Regions from separate parts of the Mus musculus genome. Here regions 2, 3 and 4 are each linked to region 1. A link is a contact called in public Hi-C, HiChIP or PLAC-seq and promoter capture Hi-C data. All regions are on one chromosome and are shown on one strand. Each heading gives the region's core, a stretch centred on a gene start, on an enhancer-like site or on the middle of the called end of the contact. The rest is flanking DNA. Distances are from core to core; before and after follow the strand shown. Region 1 holds the start of Rbm34 (RNA binding motif protein 34). Region 2 holds the start of Slc35f3 (solute carrier family 35, member F3). Region 3 overlaps Gm46072 (a long non-coding RNA gene). Region 4 holds the start of Coa6 (cytochrome c oxidase assembly factor 6).

The links. Promoter capture Hi-C pulls out the DNA fragments that hold promoters and counts their contacts. A called contact is a pair of places that touch in the nucleus more often than the background predicts. HiChIP or PLAC-seq counts read pairs in DNA pulled down with a chosen protein or histone mark.
Region 2: a promoter capture Hi-C map of stem cell-derived epiblast-like cells shows a contact between it and region 1, with 3 times the contacts expected there. The contact joins the promoter of Slc35f3 here to the promoter of Rbm34 in region 1. A contact is called at or near these places in 3 of 39 promoter capture datasets (hippocampal neurons, pre-B cells and stem cell-derived epiblast-like cells) and 1 of 115 datasets of contacts at active chromatin or transcription factors (large pre-B cells).
Region 3: a contact with region 1 is called in a FOXA1 HiChIP or PLAC-seq map of pancreatic cancer cells. The contact joins the enhancer-like site here to the promoter of Rbm34 in region 1. A contact is called at or near these places in 3 of 39 promoter capture datasets (liver and pre-B cells), 2 of 484 Hi-C or Micro-C datasets (cerebral cortex and liver) and 3 of 115 datasets of contacts at active chromatin or transcription factors (bone marrow-derived macrophages, large pre-B cells and pancreatic cancer cells).
Region 4: a contact with region 1 is called in a Hi-C map of B cells, with 25 read pairs. The contact joins the promoter of Coa6 here to the promoter of Rbm34 in region 1. A contact is called at or near these places in 16 of 39 promoter capture datasets (the 3T3-L1 cell line, the C10 cell line, the HPC-7 cell line and 11 more), 1 of 15 datasets of contacts at CTCF or cohesin (the NIH/3T3 cell line), 18 of 484 Hi-C or Micro-C datasets (B cells, CD4 T cells, CD8 T cells and 10 more), 24 of 115 datasets of contacts at active chromatin or transcription factors (the 230-238 cell line, DN3 thymocytes, the NIH/3T3 cell line and 19 more) and 4 of 9 other capture datasets (adipose tissue, liver, macrophages and 1 more).

Annotation. Positions count from the first base shown.
Region 1 is chr8:126,969,767-126,972,853 of GRCm38.p6, forward strand. It overlaps Rbm34 (RNA binding motif protein 34), which reads right to left and starts at 1,283. Exons shown (of 11, transcript NM_172762.3): 1 at 1,224-1,283; 2 at 972-1,143; 3 at 217-362. The coding sequence starts at 1,273.
Region 2 is chr8:126,137,481-126,140,580 of GRCm38.p6, forward strand. It overlaps Slc35f3 (solute carrier family 35, member F3), which reads left to right and starts at 1,645. Exons shown (of 8, transcript NM_001363500.1): 1 at 1,645-1,695; 2 at 2,034-2,263. The coding sequence starts at 2,038.
Region 3 is chr8:126,091,916-126,094,963 of GRCm38.p6, forward strand. The region is part of intron 1 of Gm46072 (a long non-coding RNA gene); the gene reads left to right. Among named protein-coding and RNA genes, the nearest start is that of Gm46072, 21 kb to the left of the region's middle. Within about 2 kb of position 1,591, at least 14 of the 459 cell types and tissues checked have an H3K27ac peak or open chromatin away from gene starts, as enhancers often do. A contact at or near this core is called in pancreatic cancer cells, where this site is marked.
Region 4 is chr8:126,420,951-126,423,842 of GRCm38.p6, forward strand. It overlaps Coa6 (cytochrome c oxidase assembly factor 6), which reads left to right and starts at 1,551. Exons shown (of 2, transcript NM_174987.4): 1 at 1,551-1,880. The coding sequence starts at 1,737. Gm51604 (a long non-coding RNA gene) reads right to left here and starts at 1,420. Exons shown (of 2, transcript XR_003947620.1): 1 at 1,319-1,420.

The DNA of each region.
Region 1 (3,087 bases), core at 33-2,532:
AGTGATGGACACAAAGACCTAAAAAGCTGATCTACCAGTATCTGTTCGCTTAGGATAAATGGCTTTCTTGTATCTTTTAACCCTGTATGAGACTTTGTATAATGTATTTTTTAAATTTCAGAATATGCAGTGAAAAAAATTAAGATGAACATTAAAAAAAAAAAAAAAAAAACTGCCTGAGGTATTTAATATAGCAAAAAGGAGATTTCTACCAACCTGTTTGCCAGTCTTTTGTCTGCATCAGAGAGTTTCTTCACTTTCACTTTTCTCGAAGGCTCTTGCAAAACTGGCTTTTTAGTTTGGGACACACTCTCTTCTTCATCATCATCATCATCATCAAGTTTTCTTTTTTTAGATGTTTCCTTTCAAAAGTTTGAAGTCATATTTAAAACCTCAAACTTTAAAAAAAAAAAAAATCCTGACCCTAAAGCTGTGTGTTGTGGCTTATATCTGTAATTCCAGTATTCAGGAATAGAGGCAGGAGGAACTGTGCCAGGCCAGCCAGAGCTACATAGCAAAGTCCCTCCGTCTCCAAGTCCCTGAGCAGTACTCCGATGTGCCTTTCTACATGGATACTTCTTCACGGGTTACGGAGAGAAGCAGAATATTCTTGCAGCACCAGCCATTCAGTGGAAAGGTGAGGCAGGAATATAGAATCTGGGTTACCGTGTATTCTAAGCGTGCGCAACTAGTGTGATCCTGTCTCAAAATAAAAAAGTCAAGTCGGACATGGTGGGAGCGACTCTGTAATCTCAGAACTCAAGGCTGGAGAAGGATCAGGAGTTTAGTTCATCCTCGGATACATAACTGAAATTTGAGGCTTACACGGTCTACAGGTGACCCTGCCAATCAAATAGGCTGAGGGTGAAGCGCTAGCCCTGCTCAAAGGACCAGACAGTCACTGCTGTCAGGAGAGTGACCCTCTACATCTCTCTCTACCGGGATACTCAGGGTGCAGCCCGGCGACTCACCTGGGGCACAGGCACAAATACAGGAGGAGCCGATGGCTCCGCGGTGCTGAAGAGAGCGGCCAGCCGCCCCGTCCCGCCTCCAGGAGGCCGCGGGCCGCCCCGCAAGCTGTCGGCGACCTGTCCCACCAGGTAGTCGCTGGCCGCACAGCTCACGCCGTCTCCAGAGCTCTGTCTGCAAACACAAGAGCACTCTTCAGCCACGCCGCGCCACTCACCGCCAACCCATCCACACCAACGCCCGCCGCCACTCACCTCCGCTCCGAGCCCTTCCTTCTCTTGCGTTCCTCCCCTCCCAGAGCCATGCTGAAAACTGAGCTTCCGGGATGGAAGTCCTAGGTCCGCGCTTCTGGGATCCGACTAGTCATGCGTTCCCTCTGGTTCCGGGTTCCGGCAGCCTCCGGGTTCCGACTACTTCCGTTCTAAGGCTGAGCTCTTCCGCTCAGGACCACACCCCCTCTCCCCATTCAGCCCGTGGCTGCGCAGGAGCCGCGCTATGCTTAATACTAATGGTTTTGCAGTCCGCAGGCGTCTCAGGGAAACCTAGGCTGAGGGAGTGCAGCAAGTCTCACGAGTAGCTGAGGCCTCGTGTTAGTACGAGGGTCAGCTAAAACCTGACATAGTGGCTTAGGTCTTTAATCCCAGAATTTGGGGCTCGAAGTAGCCGGATTACCTCGATTTCCAGGACCGGCTAAAACCACATGGCTCCAGCATAGCTACCTCGTCTCAAATAAAACAAGCCCCCCCGCCCCCCAGGCTTAGGGAAGGCTGTCGGCCACAGCTCATTAAGGAAGGAGGTTTCCAAGAGAAATGGGGCTACAGGGATGTGTCTTAGCAGTCGGGGAAGGGTACACCTTTCCCGAAGTTTGACGTTTCAAAGTCGGCAGAAAACAAGTATTTGGGATCACAGTTTAACTGGTCACATCCTTGTACTATTCCGTCTTCAAAGCCGCCCTGTCATTTATTTTTATATTTATTTATTATTATACATAAGTACATTGTAGCTGTCTTCAGACACACCAGAAGAGGGTGTCAGATCTCATTATGGATGGATGTGAGCCACCATGTGGTTCCTGGGATTTGAACTCAAGACCTTCTGAGGAAGAGCAGTCAGTGCTCTTATCCACTGAGCCATCTCACCAGCCCCCTCCCCACCTCCCGTCATTCTTTAAGTAAATTCATACTTAGATTTTTTTTTAATAGTGGCTTATATTTGTAATCCCTGTTCTCTAGGGCCTAGGTAGAGCTTGGCCATGATTTTGAGGCTATTCTGGGATATGCGGTCGTAGCCTCTTTTGCCTGCAGGAAGTCCAGCATGTTGGGATCTCCCCAGTTACCAAGATAGAGAGACACCCAAGTGAGCTTGCAGGCCAGATTTAAAGCACATTAGGGAATGCTGGGGTAGGTGACCTCTATGTTAATATGTTGGGTCTATCTCTAGGGATACTGACATTCCATTACTGGGATGTGGGGGCTGGAAACTTGCTGGGGAGGTCTGGGAACTGTTACTGAGGAACTCTGGAAACTGCTGCTGACCCATTGTGCTTGCTTCAGGCCAGGTGGCTGGGACATTCCATTACCTGGGCATGAAAGCTGGAGCCTGGGCTTTTTCCTGTTAGTAATTGACTTGTCTGGACTTGCCCAGTTTTTAGGCCTGGTCTCCTAAACTCCTATTTGAAGTCTGTCACGGAGTCAGCCTAGGCTTCTCATTCCTCCCTTTCAGTAATGGGCCAACTCTAACCCTTGAGAGGTTTCCGAGGCCCCTGCACTAGCAGCTCCAGCCAGCCCTATGTTAAGGAAGAGAACCTAGTAACACAGCAGAAATGGCCACATTTAACTTGATTGATTGGAGGTGCTAGCTGGTTGAAGACATAAAAATCCTCAGTCGTATTTACAACCAGGCCATAAATGCATGGAGTGAGTCTCCAGGTATAAGCCCTCCAATCATTCTCTGGGGGCAGCCTGTATCCTGCATCAGTAGGGGTTACAGTATGGTTGCAGAGGTGGAAATAGACACTTCAATGAAGTGAAGATTACCTAAGACTTGAGACCAAAGAAGTGTTGCAAAACTAGCTATGCAAACCACCACCACCCTCGTCATCATCCCTGTAAACATTAT
Region 2 (3,100 bases), core at 395-2,894, 830 kb before region 1:
GAGACAAAAGCAACTCAAGGAAGAAGGATTTATTTTGGATCACAGTTTAAAAATACACTCAGTCCATTGTGGTAAAAAAAAAAAAAAAAAAAAAAAAAAAAAAAAAAAAAAAGACCTGGTGGAGGGAGCCTGAGGCAGCTGGTCACGAGGTAGCCACAGGGCATCGGGCACATAGTGTCAACAGACAGAAGCAGCTGGTCACATGGTATCCACAGACAAAAGCAGCTGGTCACGAGGTATCCACAGACAGGAAGCAGAGAAAGATGAACACAAATGCTCAGCTCATTTTCTCCTTTTTAATCAGGCCAGGACCCAGCCCATGGAATGATGCTGCCCATATCTGAAAACTCCCTCATAGACATGCCCAAAGGTTTGTTTCCATGGTAATTCTAACATCAAATCGACAGACAATCAAGATTGACATCACAGTTATTAATTCCGAAGTTTTTTTGTTTTTTGTTTTGGTCAGCTCTGAGACTTTCCAGATCTGCTTGGCTGTCATCTAGGAAGACAACTTCATTTTTTCTTTCACTTCTTCCTATGTAGCAGCCATCGTCTTCCCTTTCTTGTGTAATTTAATTGTCTAGGACTGCCGGTAAGATGTTGTAGAGGCACAGCAAAGGTAGGAAGCCCTAGGTTGTCTCCCAGCAGGAAAACTGGAGTTTCTTACCTGTTTGCAGCAGGTTTCAGCAAGTTCAGCAAGTTGAGGAAGTGAGTTCTATTCTATTCCCAGTTCTCGGAGGAACAATATATCTTTTCCTAAAGTAATACATAAAGTAGCGCAGGCGGTTTGATCTCTTGGGGGAAATGTATCTCACACTCAGAAAAATGTTGGAATAGAATCTAGCTATAATTCATAGTAACCTTTCGGGACGTGATAAGGCTATTTTTCTTCTCTTATATATCTGCGTATTTTCTGACTTTGCGCTCAGTGCAGAAGAGCAGTATGGAGGGTGATTTGGAGGTCTAGAATGGCTTAGGAACAAGACACAAAAACTGATCGGAAGCTAGGTAGGACGACAGTCTCTGTAGAGGGCACTGAAGCAGTTAGTGCCCTTTTCCTTGAGCTGTGTGAGCTGAGGACTGGGCTTGATCCAGCAAATCAATTGCCACCTATTCTAAATAAGCCACTTAGTGTGCACTGTGAAATGCCAGGTTAGTTTGCTGTTTGCTTTCGTAGTAGCAGCGCTCTTTGGGGTGGCGCGCGCGCGTTTGTGTTTGGGGTGGGTGTTGGGGGGAAAGACCGAGAGACTCACGTGTCGAAACCAGAACGCCAGGACCGTGACAGGTCCCGCGCCCTAAGGTTGCAGAGCTTGCGGAGCCTGGCACACTCCGGGCTGCGAGGATCTGAACGCGCGTCCCCGCCAGGTCCACGCGCGCCGAGGCCGCCACAGCCTCGCGTCCCGGTGGCTCCGGAGCGCACTACCGGGCGCGCTCTCCGGAGCCTGGGCGTCCGTGACCGCGAGTACTAGGGCGCCGGCGGTGGCAGGCAAGGGGCGCGGCGCTGTTCTGCCACCGGCTCCGGGCAGCGGGCGCGGGCGACCTACGGGCGTCCAGACCTTTGTGGCGGCTGCCGGGAGCTCCGGCCGCGGCTCCCCTCGGCTCCAGCCTGGGCGCCCCGGGCCACTCGCTGCCGCCGCCCATGGGGATCCGAGAGTTTCCCGGCGGCGCTTCCAGGACCAAGAGCATTGCTGTGTGAGTAGAGCTGCAGGCGCGGGAGGGCAGCAGGCAGGTAGCCCCCGGGCATCCGCGACCCTGCCTAACCCGCACTGCTGCTCTCCTGGTGGGAGGGAGGGACAGAGGGACGGTCGTGTGTGGCGGAGCTTGGGAAGTTTCAGCAGCATCTCCGGGCCACTCGCCCTAGCTCACGTTGCCAGAGGCGCCCAGAGTAGGGCGCGGGACCCGACGCCGAGGTTCCTGGGAGCAGGGCACATGGCAAGCAACGCGAGGGGAGTAGCCGTGGGTCCTCACCAGTCCTCACTGACATCTCCTCCTCTCTGCCCTTGACTCATCCCGCCTTCCCGCGGCCTCAGTGGCATGAGGAGGTCACCGGACGTCAGCCCGCGGAGACTGTCCGACATCAGTCCTCAGCTCCGGCAGCTCAAGTACTTGGTGGTGGATGAGGCGATCAAGGAGGATCTGAAATGGTCTCGCTCTGTGGAGGATCTCACCAGTGGACCGGTGGGACTCACATCCATCGAGGAGCGGATCCTGCGCATCACAGGCTACTATGGCTACCAGCCCTGGGCGACCAGCTACAAAAGTAAGACCCCCCCTCCCCCGTAATTCCCTTGCCCACTAGTGGTCTCCCTGCCAGAGACACAGCTACCAGGGAAGCGCACAGGGATGGTTCACTGAACCCTCTCTTCTACATGCAGATAGGCAACTTTGATGAAGAGGCCTGGAGGCGTTTCTCAAGTCCTGAAAGCAGAGGTGGAGGTGGGAGGGAGAGAGGGGGAGGGGGCTTTGTGTTACATTTTCTCTGACACCTCCCTGACCTGTGTCCACTTCTGAGTGATTCTGAGGGTAAGCCTGTTGTGTCTATCAGTGAGAGCTGCTTCAGAGAACTGGTCTGTGTGGGTTTCTCATTGGATCCTGGTGCAGTTAGCTCAGGAGAACTCAGCCCTTGGGCCTGGAATTTAATTAATCTCTCAGGAGAAGTGATAAAGATTCATTGGATCTAGCTCCGTCTCTTTGGTTTAGGATTGTATGGGTCCTAAGCGAGAGGATTTTGTTCAGATCTTTCTAGGTATTTGAGTTTCCGGAAGATGAGTTCTTGGGGCCAGGTTGGGGTACCTCAGACTTCACCCTGAGCCTCAGCTGATGACCTTGGCTGCAATGGTGAGGCATGAAGAAACTACCTGTGCAGGCAGGACTGACTTGCTGACATCTATTTTGTTTTCTTTGGAAGGTAGAGATTTGCCAATACAAACTCAAGATATTGTTTGAGATATTACCAGGGTCCCGAGTTATGCCTCTGTAGTTAGACACTGGGAAAAGATTGCAGCTCACTCCTTCGGTGGGTCTGAGAAGGAAGCATGACTCATTCATTTGTAAGAAAGTCTAGACCAACAGCTTGATAATTCTGAAAGATATTTTT
Region 3 (3,048 bases), core at 341-2,840, 880 kb before region 1:
CTCATGATTTGAGAGGGTGCAGTCCATTGTGGCAGAGGTGTAGAGGTGGGAGTGTGGGAAGGTTTGTTCACATCTGGGAGGGGCAAGATGCAGAAGGAGATAACTGCTGGCATTCATCTGACTTTCTCCTTTCCCTCCTTTCATTCAGACGAGGCTCTGGCACTGAGGATTCAGCTGCTGTGATAAATGGACTGTCAGTCTTAAAACCTTACTGATTCTATGTCCATAGATATTGTCACATGTCCTTGAAGGAGCAGTTGACTGGACAGCTTATTCCAATCCATTCAGGGTTCAGACACTTGCCCTTCCAGGTGCTTTCACTATTTTAAAATATTCCTAGAGTGGGCAGGGCTGTGGTTCACTTGGTATAGGTCTTGCCTAGCATGTATAAAGCCCTGGGTTTCATTGGGTAAATGGGCATTGAATAAAACAGGGCACAGTGACACATGCCTCCCAGCACTTGGAAGGCAGAGGCAAGAGGCTCTTAAATTCAAGGTAATTCTCAAATCCTGAAGGCTCTACTGTTTGCAGATTGAGGACTCCCTCACATAAGACTTCCTTCTGATATTAGCCCAGGTTACAGGAGACTCTATCTACCTATCTACCTATCTACCTATCTATCTATCTATCTATCTATCTATCTATCTATCTATCTATCTATCTATCTGCCTATCTATCTATCTATCTATCTACCTACCTACCCACATATCTATCATCTATCAATCAATCAATCATCTCATCTATCTATCCACCTATATAACACACACACACACCATGCATACATGCACAAAGACTTCTAACCATTTTTCTAAATTACCTCTGGCAGAATTCCTTAGACTCCCTATTCTTTGTCTGACACATGTCCTGTGGGAGTTCATGCTTAAACAGTATTTCTAATCTCCTACTGGAGAATATTCTTCTTACAAAGCCCCTGAGATGTCTGATTTCTAATTTAAGTAGGAAATCTGGGCCACCGTGTCACGGTTGGTAATGAGATGTGTGGCTCTGTCTGATAGTCTGCCCTTGTGCTAACACCTGCACAAACTCAGAGTATGAGTGAGAGCTCCCTCACACAAGACAGCCTTCAGTGGGTAAATGGGCAGACCATCTAGACAGCCACAGGAATATGTTTAGTGTCCAAGAAGAATGTAACTGTGACAGCAAATGACAGAAGCCAATCTGAGAAGGCTGCACAGTGCACTAGTACTGAGAAGCAGGGACAGAACAGAAGGATCAGTTGTCCCAGCTGCACATGGAGGCATACCTGTGTGACCTCAGCTACTTAGGAGGCTGAGGCGGGAGGGTTGTAAACTAGAGGCCAGCTAGGGTTGCATGGTAAAGTTTATTTCTCTCTCCTACTTCTATACTTACACTGTAGATGTATAATAATGCCTTAAGGGCATCCATGGGGAGTAGCCTGAGTCTCTGAACACCTTTCCCTCAGGCTACCTGCTGATATCCTTACAAGTGAGGGGTAACTGGGAAATAGCCGCTCAGGGATGAAACACTGGCCACCATTCAAGAGCCTGAGGCCTTGAGGGTTCTGAGGCCACCACAGCAGGCACGCACAGGAACAAGGTCCTACCACACCCATTGACTCCTAGAGAGAGAGCTGCAAGGAAGGATCGCCCTCCACTCTCCACAAATCTCCGCCTTTGTCCTGGCTTCATCCTGCACCAGAGGCTTCTGCATCTTGTATACCTCCTCCCTTGTGCAGTTCTTGAGAGAGCTTATGGAGCCGGGCAGGCAAAACAGGAGAGATTCAGGGTCCTCTCTAGGCTTCACCTCTGAAAAGGAGCCCCCATCACACCCCTCTTGATAAAACCTTTGTAATCGAATTTCTCAGAAAAAAAATGCCACACCTGTGTTGAAGGTTCTAGAAGGCAGGTTGATTTCCCAAGGGGTTATTTCTGCCCCCCCCCCCCCCATGCTAAACCTTGTACCAGGCTGGTTGAATGATTAGAAATTCCTTAATGCAGAGAGCTGGAATATTGCAGCTCAAGATCAAAAATTATCTTGGGCTCTTTAAAGGCCCCTTTATACATATGTAGTATTCACTTCTATGTCTAATGGCTTTCGTGGGACCCTTGGGATGTATGAGAAGGCCCCTAGTTTCCACTAACCTGAAGTGAAGTATGTGATCAGATAATGACTAGGACTTGTGAAGGAGATTCCTGACTGTCTGACAAGTTTCTCTGAGAAGCTGCAAGGAGCATGAACAAGCCCTAAGTCCAACTAGGGCTGGCGAGGTGACTCAGTGTGCAAAGGTGCTTAAGGCCTCAAGCTATTGATCTGTTTGATTCTGTGACTCACATGATGGAAAGAGGGAACTGAATCATCTAAGTTGTTCTCTGACCCTGTGACCCTCCCATACACAGACTGTGCACACACACACACACACACACACACACACACACACACACACACACACACTGTGTATGCACTAAATGTCTGTTTTTAAAAGGTTCTCAATCAACAACAGGGGACGGTAGTTAATGCCTGGACTCACAAACTCTTCACAGGCAATCTTTCAAGTTTCTCCTGAAACTCCCAGAACAAGAAAGCAGGAAAGAGAGTCACTAACTCAGTACACTCCTCCTCCTCCTCCTCCTCCTCCTCCTCCTCCTCCTCCTCCTCCTCTCCCTCTCCCCTCCTCCTCTCCCCTCCTCCTCCTCCCCCCTCCTCCTCTTCCCTCCTCCTCCTCCCCCTCCTCCTCTTCCCTCCTCCTCCTCTTCCTCTTCTTCCTCTTCCTCTTCTTCTTCCTCCTCCTCACAGGGTATGCTCTGAATTCACTGCTGAATGACAAGGCTGTAGGCAGAACAATGGGAGGAAGCCCTTTCTTCCTGCTCAGGAATGGGACCAAAATGACTATGGTAACAGACAGAGTGGGCCACCTCAGTGGGGCAGACATTATGTTAGCAGAGACAGTGGGCCAGTGGGAGGCCTGCAATGAGGGATCTTTTTGATAGTGCCCATGGGCAATCCTGATTTGGCAGGATAATGTGGTGTCCACTGCTACCTGGAGCTTGCTGCTTGGCCATGTGGTTG
Region 4 (2,892 bases), core at 301-2,800, 550 kb before region 1:
TGATTACCAATGAGGAAGTCAGCATCTGCATATATTGCTGTGGTTACCAGTGAGGATGTCTGTCAGTATCTCCATAGATTGCTGTGCTAACCAATGAGGACGTCAGTATTTGCATATACTGCTGTGGTAACCAATGAGGATTCAGTATCTGCATAGACTGCTCATTTTCTCAGCAGTGTTGCATCTGTCTTGTGCACCTTTAGAGAAGGAAAGGGTTTCTATGTCTTACGGTTTGTAGGTATAGTGAATGCCTGCACTGCAACTTGTCTTTTCTGTCCATTTCATGATGCTGTTTGGGTTTGTGTAGATGAGTGGGGCTAAAAAAAAACCTTTTCAAGGCTGCATGCATGTAGTACCCCCATGCATACAAAATAATAAATTTTTAAAAATTAATTTTCAACCCCTAAATCATATTTTCTCATACAGGTCCACCAGAGTTTTGAATAGGACTTTTTTTTTTTTTTAATATATTGGCAAGACACTGGGGAACATACAATGCATAATGTCTAACACCTTCAACAAAGTCTTGGATGGCTCCCATAATCATGTACATTAATCCTTCTACAGCAAACCCTCTTAGTTAAGTGAGACATATAAAGCATTATCACACCATTTTATCCCTCTCCCTCCTCTTCCTCTCTCTTATAAATCAATGAGTTCCAAGGAGTTTGTTATTTCAGAGTTGGGGAGGTTCTGTAACTAGTACAAGTTAACAGTAGCAAGAATACAGGTAGAATTTAATTAGTAAAAGTCGAGAGGAACCTCCTGGAGGAACTATCTGGAATTTGTCTGTAGAAGGATTTTCAGTGCAAATTTAAATTTCTACTAGCACCATCTCTCTAGAAACTGTACACTTTGCTAAACTTCATTTGTTTATAAGAGCCTCACTTTCTTGTCATCTACAGAGCTAAACTTCACTACTGAAATTGCTACTGTTATTTCAGTTTCCAATGAATTCTTGATTATGACGGTCGGGAAGAGATATACAGACAGCTGTGGCTGGCTGCGAACATCACTGCTTTTATTTCCCATTTCATTCATGTCTGCTCTTGATGTACCATTATGCACAGTCATAATTGCAGCCATATCGATAAAATGAGATAAATATACGAGACAGGGTTTCTCTGTGTAGCCCTGGCTGTCCTGGAACTCACTTTGTAGACCAGGCTGGCCTCGAACTCAGAAATCTGCCTGCCTCTGCCCCGCAAGTGCTGGGATTAAAGGCGTGTGCCACCACGCCCGGATACCTTTTTATAACCTGACATTGATAAAAGGCACAGGGAACCTCTAGCATGGCCAACCTCAGCTTCACCCTCACCCAGAGTCGGCGCTCTCCGGCGAGCTATCCCCTTCTCACCACACTCTGAGAACGGAGCTTGGTGCCGGCTCGGCCGCCTCCGCCAATTCCGGGTCCCTCTTCAGCCAATCAGGGCAGCCGCAGCTACAGAGGGCGGTACCAATCAGATATTAGTTTCCGCCCATAGGCCACGCCCCTGGTGCCGGAAATTATCCGCCGGAGAAACGGACTCGGCCGGAAGTCCCGCCCTTCTATTTGCAAACGGAGGCCGGGGCAGGTCAATCGGCGGCGGGTACTTTCGCAGTGAGTTTCCCTGTGCAGTCGGTGGACCTGCGGGGCGACACCGCCGTGCGGGAACCACAGTCCACACCGCTCTCCCACGTAGGCTGAGCCCCGGTCGCATGTTGCGTGGCTTCCCGCGTGACCACTGCAGGCAGGAATGGCAGCCCCTTCCATGAAGGAAAGGCAGGCATGCTGGGGTGCGCGCGACCTGTACTGGCGCTGCCTGGACGACAACGCGGAGGACGCGGCCCGGTGCCAGAAGCTGAGGAGCTCGTTCGAGGCCAGCTGCCCCCAGCAGTGGGTAAGTCCCGCGGGGTGCAACACATCCCTGCGCGCACCCTCACCTTAGGGTGGGTTTTGAGGAGCAAGGTCACGCGTTGGAAGTCACCAGTTAGTTGGTATTACTGGAGAAAATGACAGCGCTACCAGACTCTGGAGAAGGGACCTGGTGGTACAGCGCTGTGACTTCTGCAGGCGTCCATAGCCTTTCTCACAGCTCCTCCCCTAGAGCCTGGTCATATTAAGCAGTCTGGCTCACTCAGTATTAGTTCTTCCCTCTCTTCGCCTTGTCCCAGCCTCTGTCGACTCCTATAAAGACTGAGAGGTGTGTCCAAAGACACTCGTGCATGAGAGGGTGGGGAGGAGATGGAGGATCATGGGAATGTGTTCTGAGAGAGACACTTGGATTCATTCGCTGGGATTTTAAATTCAGCCTTGGGAGGTCTTGCATCCAGATTTATGCCGCGGGAGTCATGCATCAGAGGAGAAACATTTCTCCAGGATGAAGCAGCCTCTGTAGTGGAGGATTCGAACTAAGATCCTGAAGTGTACGTGTACTCTGCTCTACAGCGGTCCTATGAGAAAGATGTGGGCATGTGCTATGCAGGGACAAGAGAACCACAGCTCAGGGTGGCTGGTGCACCCACAGGTTCGGGAGGAGAAACACCCTAAGAGGTGCTGAGTTCTGGACAAGCTGTTGTCAACACCAAAATACTGCTCTCGCTTCAAGGGCTAGTCTGTTTTGTAGCCAAATATGAGTGACTGGCTCAGGAACAGAGTATGAGGTTTTCCCCAGATACCATTTGGCAGAAGTTTTATGCAGTCTTATGGAACAGAACAAACGGTGGAAACAAAAGGTAAGTTTGTTACAGCAAAGGAAGCCTTCTGGTTGGTGGAAGCCAGTGGTCTGTTAAAACATTACAGAAGGTTTCACCTGTCACCAGGGTGTTATGTCAGTCACAGAAGAGGGCAAGGGATTAAGAGAGCTTAAGAGTAGAGAGAGCTAAAGACAGACCTGGCAGCAATCAAACCTC